Regions from separate parts of the Mus musculus genome. Here region 2 is linked to region 1. A link is a contact called in public promoter capture Hi-C data. All regions are on one chromosome and are shown on one strand. Each heading gives the region's core, a stretch centred on a gene start, on an enhancer-like site or on the middle of the called end of the contact. The rest is flanking DNA. Distances are from core to core; before and after follow the strand shown. Region 1 overlaps Elmo2 (engulfment and cell motility 2). Region 2 holds the start of Slc13a3 (solute carrier family 13 (sodium-dependent dicarboxylate transporter), member 3).

The links. Promoter capture Hi-C pulls out the DNA fragments that hold promoters and counts their contacts.
Region 2: a contact with region 1 is called in a promoter capture Hi-C map of neural stem cells. The contact joins the promoter of Slc13a3 here to the enhancer-like site in region 1. A contact is called at or near these places in 2 of 39 promoter capture datasets (frontonasal cranial neural crest and neural stem cells), 1 of 484 Hi-C or Micro-C datasets (embryonic stem cells) and 1 of 9 other capture datasets (adipose tissue).

What each region holds. Positions count from the first base shown.
Region 1 is chr2:165,308,481-165,313,792 of GRCm38.p6, forward strand. Elmo2 (engulfment and cell motility 2) reads right to left here. Exons shown (of 21, transcript NM_080287.2): 6 at 3,143-3,324; 7 at 1,695-1,794; 8 at 433-584. Among named protein-coding and RNA genes, the nearest start is that of Elmo2, 15 kb to the right of the region's middle. Within about 2 kb of position 3,306, at least 24 of the 459 cell types and tissues checked have an H3K27ac peak or open chromatin away from gene starts, as enhancers often do. A contact at or near this core is called in adipose tissue and neural stem cells, where this site is marked.
Region 2 is chr2:165,469,972-165,475,283 of GRCm38.p6, forward strand. Slc13a3 (solute carrier family 13 (sodium-dependent dicarboxylate transporter), member 3) reads right to left here and starts at 3,226. Exons shown (of 13, transcript NM_054055.2): 1 at 3,080-3,226. The coding sequence starts at 3,190.

The DNA.
Region 1 (5,312 bases), core at 2,056-4,555:
GGATCCGAGCCGGCAACACAAACTCACGAAGCCTACACTTCTTATTGTTGCCACCACACTGTTGGCTTAGTAAGTGATCAACCAACCGTCAGGAGGGAGAGAGGGTCAAAAATGGCTGAGTCCTTGTTTCCAGAAAGCTCAGATGGGAAACAAGTGATGTGTGTGTGTGTGTGTGTGTGTGTGTATGTGTACACATATATATATACTTACACATACACACATACGTAAACATGTACAAACAAGACTAATAGGCCCACAGAAGAGGAAGCGTCTAACCTTGCCTGGCAGCTAAGGTCTGTACTACGTATGACAGGAATTGCCAGGGGAGGAGGAGGAGGAGGAGGAGGAGGAGGAGGAGCTGAAGGAATGTGCAGGGCCAGGCAGAACCATCAGAGAACACACTGGCCAAGCGAGGGCGGGGCCCTTACTCACACCTGCAGGTGGGAGATGAGCTGTCCCACGGTGATCTCCTCCGCTATCTTCTGGTACAGGCTCTGGCTGTTTAGTACCATGCTCTCTAGGATGGCCAGGGACCGCTGGAGGATGGACACATCGACCATGGGCTGGCTCACGTACCCTGCAATCTAGACCCAGAGAGAGGCGCACTGGATGGAAAGCACTGAGCCAAGGAAAGCCCTGGCGCTCTCTCCTCAGCATCCTGTCTGCATGTGAGCAGTGCCCAGGCAGCTCTCATTCGGTTTATGGCTGCCCTGGTGAGAGGGCGGGGATTCCCTCAGCAGGATGCCTCCACCTTAGGTGGCAGTATCCACTCAACTGTGTTTCTTCAAAATGTAAGAATGTAATAAATTAATCCTTATCAAATAAGGGGTCAGCATGCAGTGGGCCTACTGATTCTTGTATCTTATTTTATCTTCACCAGACCTGGAGAATCCCGTAGACCCACCCCTCTTCTCAAGTCCTGTTGTAATCCCCCACACACAGCCACCTCACTTTTGCCCGAATGCTTCTAGCAGGAGCGTTCTCAGTGAGAAGCGCTGGTCAGTAGACAGCAGGGTAGTCACTGGTTTCCATTCAGCCTGCTGAGCTGAGACTGCCTCTTCTGAGAGCAGGGAGAAGGGCCCTTCTACCCCTCCATTTAATCTGATAAACCAAGCAAGCTACTTGGCAGATTTGTACAGAGGAAGCACATATGCAAACGAGACGCAGTTGTCTCTCAGAGGGCTGAGGAAGCAGGTCACTCAGGGCTGACGAGGAGCTGCTCTGTGCCAGCCTCGCTGACAACCAGTTCTGCTCTGAGCCCCACTCTTGGTGCAGGTCTCCAGAGAAGGCAAATTGTGAATTGAGATATTTTTTTCCTGGACAAGTGACAAGGACCTCTCTTGAGACCAGGCTGTGGACACTGAGTCACACCTCCCGTGAAGGTGGCCAGGAGGCAACAAAGAAGCCACCATGAGGATGTTCAGAGGCCAAGGAAAGCGAACTCATCTTTAATCTGGTGACATTTCCAACATAATAAGATGGGTTTATCAGGTAAGAACTACTGACAACCAGAGAGCATCTGCATAAACCTTTCAGGAGTCCTGGGAAGATCGCCGCTCGAGGATGCACACCCAGCCCCGGGGAACGCAAAGGCCATTCCTGCCAGAGACTCCAGACTGCAGCGTCTACTCTCCCCTTATGCCCAGAGAGCTGCGAGGGAGAGGAGGGGACGAACTGAATGTTGGATGCCTCACCTGCTTAATAAAGGTGACTGAAACCATGTCCCAGGAGACAATGCCATGATCCATGAGCTCTAAGAAGGCAGTCAGGGTGAATGCCAGCATCTCACTGTAGCTGAGACATGTGCGACACACACAAAATACAGAGATTCAGAGCCAGGGAGCGCAAGAGGGACAGAGCTCAGTAAACACCCATGGGAATCTTTGGAGGCGGCAGTCAGTGCCTGAAGCACACCAAGCGCGGTGCAGAGTGGACACAGCCCAGGTCCTTACACTAGAAAGCCGGAGGGCTGCAGGCTCCTAGCTGCTCTTCTCCGTCTTGCTTCTTTCCTGGCTTAGTCAGTTATCTATCTCCCAAAAACAAAGGCCTTTGTCAAACTGAAGCTTGCAGGGGGACCAAAGAGAGCATACATCTCCCATTAGCCTTTAGGCCAAGAGGCCCCAGGGCGAGGGAGCCGTCCAGGTGTGGTTTCCGTCTGAGCAGTTGCTCATTTTATCTTCTCCAACTCTAGCTTCCTGCTCTGGAAAATCGAGTTAGTCTCACAGCATTAGTCTCACAGGGCTGTGGGGAGGGCAGACTGAAGAGGTCTGCAGTGCCCTTACAATAACGTGGCGCAGGGATTAAACGGCTGCCTTTTGTTTCTCCTTACAGGTTTAATCATTCATGCAGGGGCACGGTGCTCTACAGTTAACAAGCCAGGCCCCCTTTGCCGGAGGTAATGACGCTGCTCACCGAACTCTGAGCTGAGCGTTATCCCCATTTCAGAGCGGAGGAGACTAAGGCTGGTCTGTTGCTGCCAAAACTCTCCCAATGGCAGCAGCTGGAAGATCCGAGACTTTAAAGCAAATACCCGGGATTAGCTGCCTGGCTTGGCTGACAGCTTCAGCTCACCCATCGCCTGTGAGATCTTTGACTGCCTGCCTGCAGCTTAGGCTCTACAGGCTTAGGTAGAGACCTGGGCATCTGTCACTCACTGCTCATCACAGATAAGGCTCAGCTTCCCACCACAACCACCTGAAGGGCCGTGGAGGTGCTGAGGAGTGGTGCCAAGGCCTGGCTCCTCCTTGACAGTGTGGGGCAGGGAGATGGCAAATGGGAGAGACCTGTGGCATTCAGAGGGAGGCATGCACATCGGGTGAGGCATGCACATTTAGTGACACAGCATCACTAAAGAGCACCACGAACAGTTCCCATCTCTTCCCTGACCCTCATCAGGCCAAGCATTTCCTATAACTTGCCAGGTCTGCTGTGCAGCACTGCCGTCCTTGCTGACGGCAAGGCTCTACTTTCAGTACTCGCCTAGCACAGCACTGGGTCACAGAGTCCCCTGGACTCTGAGATGCAGGCCCCCCACAGGGACGAGACCTCTCTGGATGTGGACATGAGCGTCCGTGAGTGCAGGGGTAAACCGTGGGAGTGAGAACAGGAGCCCTGCTGGTCACGGGCCGCTGGTGATACTCACTGGGACAGGAGCTTGGTCCCACTCTCCACGAGCCTCGTCAGCACAATGATGCCGTCCATGTTAATGAACTCCGTGGCGAAAGTCACGTCAGCTGAGAGCTTAGCCAACTCCTTCATGGCATCCAGCCGGGTCTCCATACTAGATGACTGGGTCCTTTCCATCAGCTGGCGTGCAGCCCGGGACTGTGAAGCCAGGGACAAAAGAGATGCCATCTGCTCCTGCACAGGTTACTACTGTGGGCAGTTGGGGTTTCACATGGCTTAGGAACTGCTAAATAAATGTTTATGGACCAGGAAGAGAGTTTCCAACATGCCGAGACTGATCTGTATCTTTTCTGTATTTCTCTAGCCTATGACTCTATTTTAAAAATTATGTTTAGTGTGTGTGTGTGTGCATACGTGTGCATGCTATACCCTGAGTGAGAAGGTCAGAGCATCAGTTAATCTGACAGAGTTGGTTCTCTCCTTCTACCATATGGGTCCAGGGGATAAAACTCAAGCCATCAGGCGTGGGGACAAGTGTCTTAACCCACCGAGCCATCTTGTTCTACAGATTTTTCTTTTTAATTCCTATCAAGAACATAAAGAAAGGGCATCTCCTAACTGCGAGTCCTCAGAAGCAGATCCGCCTTACTTTGGGGAGCATTACCTGTCAGTGACGGAGTTCCCACTGAAGAGCTGAGACCCCCTACCCCCAAGCAACTGAGGGGAACGTGACAGCATCTGCCAGAAGCTGAGGACCTTGCACTAGAACTTAACCTGATGGCCCCGAAGGACCCTTTTAATTCTAAAGTGTGATAAGCCTGACAAACCTTTGCTGTTCTTGATCACCCTTCCCCAAAGCACAGTGGGCAATCAGGAAGCAATGAAGGAGTGGGAGGCCGAGCTTATGAACAGCTTCCTGGATGTGATGGCTGCTGAGGACGGATGCTCCCTAGTGTGGGCCCTTCCCCAGCAGGGTGCCTGCCTCCAGCAGCCTAGCACAGGTGCCTGTCCACTGTCACTCCCTGTGCAAAGCTTACTACCACACAGTCAGACTCCAGTTCACTGCACACAGTCAGACTCCAGTTCACTGTTTCGTCATGCCCCTGCTCTGAACGGGACATTCTCTCTGGAGAGATGCAGGAGAAGCAGAGTGCCGCGGGCCTCCCTGTCTGCTCAGGGTCAGGAAGTGACCAGAGGCCAGGGAGTGCGGCTGGCTCCCCCTCCCTTGCCTAACTGTTACAGAGAGGCCCATACCTGCCCAGGGCTCTCAGCGAGACACAGATCCTCCTAATCCCACAGTGGAGGAAGGGTGTGCCTGAGAAAAGGTCGTCAATGAGACAATCTGCAAGCACTGGTTTGCATGGAGCTTAGAAACTTCCAGGCCAAATGTCAGTCTCCCTCCAGAGACAGCCTTTCCAGCTGCTGTCCCCTGCTCCACTTTATACTGAGGTCTGCCCTTCCTCAGACTGTCACGTGAAGTCAGCAGAGCCTGGCTCACGTTTGTGGGGACATGGGGAGGTTGAGGTCTTTGCTCCGAGAAGCTCCTTCAGGGGAGAAGGAAGATGAACAAGCTGCTAAGTGAACTGGCTGAGGCTCACAGGCCCGAGTCTGAACCTGGCTTGGCTACTTTTTCAGTTTCGCAGGTGGCAAGATATTCATCCTTAGTCCTTGGTCTCCTTGTGTCCCTCTCGGTTGAACTGATGCAGTCAGGAAGAGTCAGCAAAACACAAGGCAAGTGCTGGCTGGCACTCCGCTACACATCCCCTCTCCAGATAAGTGGGTCCTTCCTCAACAATAAAACATGGCCTTAATTTCCCACAAGTGTGACAAAGGCTGAGCCCGGGTGACCGTGCCTGTCTCAAGCCTGCTCCTTGCCCTGATACGGACCGAACCCTTACCCCTTCCCTGAACTTTCACCCTCTCCCATCTGAGCTCATGCATGGGACACATGAAAAACTGCAGGAGAAACAAAGGGCCTCAGGCTGGAGGGTAGGACACAAGGACCAGAGAGCCTTCCACTTCACTGCCAAATGTCACGAGACTTGAAACGCATTAAACATGCTGCGCCTATGTTTCAGACAAACGTCTTTTGGCTCCCACATCTCCCACGTGCCTGTCCCCCCTCCCTCCCTTGGAGACTGAGCTCCCAAGACAGTAGCAGACCTAAGCGTCTCCACTGTGCCCTC
Region 2 (5,312 bases), core at 1,976-4,475, 160 kb after region 1:
AGGGAGGCCCATGGGAGCCAGTGACTTGTCTGGATCACAGAGAAGCCCTGATCTCAAATCCCCACAAACAGGAAAGGAAAAGCCTTCTCGTGGCCACCCACTGGCAAGAGACTGAGCCAAAGAAAAGAAAGGTACCTTGGGGACCCACTACCCCTTAAAAAGATTGCTGTCCCTGCCCCAGGTCAAGCCTTTCCAGAGGACACCTATGGGCAAATTCAGAAGCAGGGAGTGTCCCTAGGGGGATCCAGCTGTGCCCTAAGACCTGGTTTAGCCACAGCTGCAGCTTGCTCCGTGCACCACCTGTGCAACCTTCTGTCTCTGTCCAGCCTGGAACTTCCCCAGCTGCCCGTGCTTAGAGCATCTTCAGAGTCACCCAGTGGTGAAGAACTCACAGCCGCCAGGGGGCCAGAGCAGCTGTCTGTTCCTTGTGGAACCAGAGGAGAGGAAGCTACTCAGCCAGCAGACGGGCTGGTATTAACTCAAAAGCAGCCACACCCACCAGCTATGCTGGCCACCGATACACTCCCACCTCCAGAGATGGCCTTTGGTGGGAAACACAGCAGCTCTTAACTTCTGTCCAGAGTTGCTGGCAACCCCTGGGGTCATGGAAAAAGATGCCCTGGGGGGTGGGGAATTCTAGGCCTGGGCTTGGCATGTTCTTTCCCTCCTGCCTCGCACCTTGACTCACAGCATGTGCTAGGAGCCTCTCTGTCCCCAACCCCAGCTTTCCACAGTGGGCCAGCGCCTTCTGGACCAGTGACCCATGAACATCAGAATGTGTGGCCTGGGTGGATCACAGAGATAGAAAGCCAGCGCTGAGCTGGCGTGACCCCCATTTCTCCATAACATACCAAATGGAAGATGCCCTGGTCTTCTAAGTTTCTTCCCTCATCTGGTACCTGCCAGTCCCAAGGATCTCCAGGCCATGCTTGTCCAATGCCACCTGCTTGGTGGCCTGGACATGCCTCGGGCTCAGAGACTTCCAAGCAGTCTCTGATGAGGGAAGTTGGGTAAACACTACAGACACTCCAAGCTGCCATCAGCTTTTTGAGATTGGCCCTGCAGGCTTAGGGAGGCCATGTCTACACTGCCTGCTAGCTATGAACCCGGAGTTGCCTTCTGTGGAATCACATTTCACAACCAAGAGGAGGACACGCCAGCTCTTACCAGCCAGGAGCTTGAGGAAAACTACGTAAACCACTCTGAATGCAGAGATGTCAAGCCTCCTCACCCAACGGATCCACCTGCTTCCCAAGGCCAGGTCCTGGCAGTGACATCTCAGGCTCGCATATGCAGTTCTCACCCAGGGAGCCACAAACAAATGAGTGGTCCTTTCCTGATAATGAAGAGGGCGCCAGCCCAGTGCACGCAGCCCCACCGAGCATGTGTGATCCTCTGACCCTGCCGTACAGTGTCATCTACACATGCCTGAGAATCTCACCACTGACTTACCCCAAAAGTAAGATTCAAAAGTCTCAAGATGCATTAAGTTTGAGGATTGTGCTGAGCCACACCCGCTGCTATCCCTGGGCTGCGTTGGGCAGGTTACCCGGCCTCCTAGGCCTTTACTTCCTCACGTGTCAAGTAGGAAGGCAAACACAGGCACCTCCCTGGCTGAGCAGACTGCCGAAGATACTGCTGCAGAGCCTGGCCGGAGGCCTTTCCTTATCAGGCAGGCCACAATCCCTGACATCTACTCAGCTAACACAGGTTAAGGTGGCTGTGGCTGCCCCATCCAGTTAGACCCAAGGTGGGACTGTCCCTGTCTTGGCACGACCTCACCCGAAACCCATGCTGGTGGGTCTGCTTTTGTGATTTTTGCCTCTGGGGTAGAGCACACAGCAACCATGGTCCCTGCAGGCATAAGGTTCCTATGCATCCACCGTCCCTATCCAGACATCTGTTGGCCACAAGACTGATGTCCTGGCTTGACCTTCCACCTTTTCCTGAGCCGATCACTCTAGCCTCAACCGACCGCAACACTGATTCCCAAAAGTAAAGAGACGGTCATCTCATTTTAAAGCCAAGGAAAGTGAAACCTGGACAAGGAAGGGAGCCGGGGAGCCCCCAGGCCAGTTGCTCGCTCGTCCAGGGCCCCATTGGCCTTGGCAAGAGTGACCTACTCCTTCTGAGGTCATTTATTTGCTCTCTTCAATGTCAACAGAGTCTGACGGGCTAGATAGCTGAGAACTAAAGGACTTGCTGTGCACGGCCAGCCTGGGGTCACCGTTCCTTGTCAGGCACGCAGGAGCCCTTCTGCAGCAGGCTGCTCCCTGGGGCTCTGCTGCCTGTCACATATTAAAGGACACCATCACCTCTCCTTTATTTTGTGACCATCGGCTAGCTCACTCAGCACTGTTGTGATGTGGCCAAGTACCTTCTGGAAGAAGCCACTTAATGTGATGGGCCTCGTGCCCTTCAGGAAGTCCTGATGGGCTGGACACAGGTGCTGGTCCCTAGGAACTCACTCCAGCCTTCTCTCTAAGAGAACTGGACTCTGGGAACAGCAAAGGCCCTGGGCTCTCAGATGTGGGCACTCAGGGATTTCCCATTGGGAGTCACCCATGAGAGTGTCCCCTGCTGTCTCTAAGCCTTAGTTGACCCAGCTTGAGTGGGGAGGGGAGGTGTTCTGAAGGGAATTTTTTCAGGGGTGACACAGGACAGGTGACACCTCTCCTAGGAAGCACTCAGGAAGGTGTAGTTCTCCAGTCATTGAGCAACTGCTACAGAGCAAAAGCAGTTAGCACCCATTTAAGACACCGACATAGACTGATTCCTTTATCTTCACCGTGAGCCTATGATGCGTTATCATATTCCCTCTTTCTGGGTAGGGGGTACGCAAACCAAAGTTCAGAGAGGTTAAGTGACTGGCGACAGGTCACACAGTTGTTCTTCGGAAAGACTGTGAAGGGCTATATACCCCAGTAGCACCAAGCAAGCCGTCAGAGCTCAAACTTTAGAAGAGTGGGAGGACCGAGAGAGGCAGACCAGGGAGAGGCAAGGAAGGGAGAAGGGGAGCGGGTGCTCCTAGGGGTAGGCAGGCTCAAGGCGGGAGGGTCTCGACCCGGGACCACCGTACCTTGGGCGGCAGGGCGAAGAGAATGGGCAGCAGAGCCAGCGGCACCAGCAGCAGCACCAGGAGGCGCCGCGCGCTCCACACCTTCTTGGCCAGCGCCGCCAGCGCCGCCATCCGCGCGATCGCTGGAGACCAGGCGGCCCGACTGCCCCTCAGCGGCCGCCGGCAGGGACCTAAAGCCCCAAGGGACGGGGAGGAGCCATGCGGAACCGCCCCGGGCCGCGCCTCCTTGGTCTGGACAAGGAGCAGGGAAGGGGCCCCAGAGCACCCCACCCGCCCCCGCGCCCCACTCTGGACTCACGTGGGAAATGGGGCAAAGCCCAGGTGGGACTAAAGGCCTCAGCACCGTCATCCCACTGTCCAACCCTGTAGGGACAGACCAAGCTACTGAGACCTCTAGTGACCGTGGTTGCAGCCTCTTCCAGACTTGGAGGTTGGTGGGGGGGTTTAAGTGAGATAGTGCTTCGTGCAAAGGGCCGGGTCACCTGTGGGTAGGAGCTTTCCCTTCTCAGTGACAGATGCCACAACCTGCTTGATATTGTGTGTGTTGGGACAGGCTCTTATTTAGCCCAAGCTGGCCTGCATCTCCCTATGCTGCTGAGGACAACCTTGAACTCCCATCCTCCTGCCACTACTTTCTGAGGGTTGGCATTATGGACGTGTGCCAACGCCCCTGGTTTCATACGGGCAGCTGCTAAGTCAGCTTAAGATCCAACCTCCACTATTTTAAGAAAATAGGGACTCTTTGGTCTTACTCTGCACTATTCACATTCCCGCTAGCAGCTCATGGGGGCCCAGCTTCTCCACATCCTCCGTGGACTGCTGAGCAGTGATGGATCAGCCGGACTCTTCTGTTTCCCAGAGATGCCTGGAAGGAACACACGGCCTTGGCCATGCAAAGCAGAAGGCACAAGGCCTGACTCTGCTTTCCGCCCTGAGTGGGTCCTCCACCCTCCTTGGGATTGCGACATGTTTCCCCACTGGCTACTGTCAATGGGACCTTGTCCTGGCTCCTGGGGCCTGAGTGGTTTCTGTGGAGAAAGGGACTTGTTGGAAAGTTTCTTGGTTTTTGTCGTTTGGAGGAGGGGGCAGGGGGGGGTTGGTTCAGAACATTGCATACACACAGCTTATAATCTATGGGCACTGCCATCTTACCAGGTCCTGTAAAATATGAGAGCCTCATTGATCCCTGTGTCCCTTTTGCTTATCATTCTTAACATTGCTGCTGCTCTGCAAACATTTGGAATCATGGCCATGCTGTGGGCATGCTTAGTCTCAACTTCAGGCTTAGAAAACCCAAGGTCTTGTTAACATGGCTGACTTCAGTCCAGCCACAGCGATGTAATACCCTCTCAAACTAGATGGAATGTGACAACCAACGAGGTCTTCCAACAACGCGTGCCCACACTCTCACATGCCTGTACACACACACACACACACACACACACACACACACACGTCATACACACACATGGAGATAGAAAGTACAGAAGAGGGGCTGGTGAGATGGCTCAGCAGGTGAAGGCACCTCCAGGCCTGGTGACCTGAGTTTGGTCCCTGGGACCCACCATAGAAGAAGAACAAAGATTCCTGTAAATTGTCCTCTGACCACCACACACAAGTATGCATTCTCTCTCTCTCTCTCCCTCTCTCTCTCTCTCCCTCTCTCTCTCCCTCTCTCTCATAATAAAATAAAAGCTACACAAGAAAGAGAGGGGAAAAGGGAAGGGGGCAGAGAGAAAGGGAGGGACCACTGTGCTAACGTCTCCCACAGTTCCACTAACAAACTCCCATGGTTTTTATCACGGTTTCCTGATGGCAGTGTCCATCTTAACCCTGGCTGTTTGGGAAGATCTCTGTGTCATGGCCTTGGTTGGGTTTGGCTCAGGGTTTCTAAGCATCCCCATCTTCTGCCAGCTGTGACATGGTCCCAACAAATGCTTCCTTCGTCCCAAGCTTTCTCCTGTGTCTCTAACCATCAGTAACACTTATGTTAGATCGCTTGGCATTAGCGTGTAAATTTTAGATTCTTCCACATTTTTCTGCCTTTTCCCTCTGTGTGTCCTGGTCTGAGAACCCTTAATAACCTGCTTTGGTTTGCCTACCTTGGTCTTCACTATATCTCCTTGCTGCAGGGCTCCATCCTCATTCATGAGGTCATGCCTTTGACCCTAGCGTCTTCTCCATTGGCTTGTTACAGTTTCAAGTCTCCGAGGAATGGTCCCGTTTATTTATG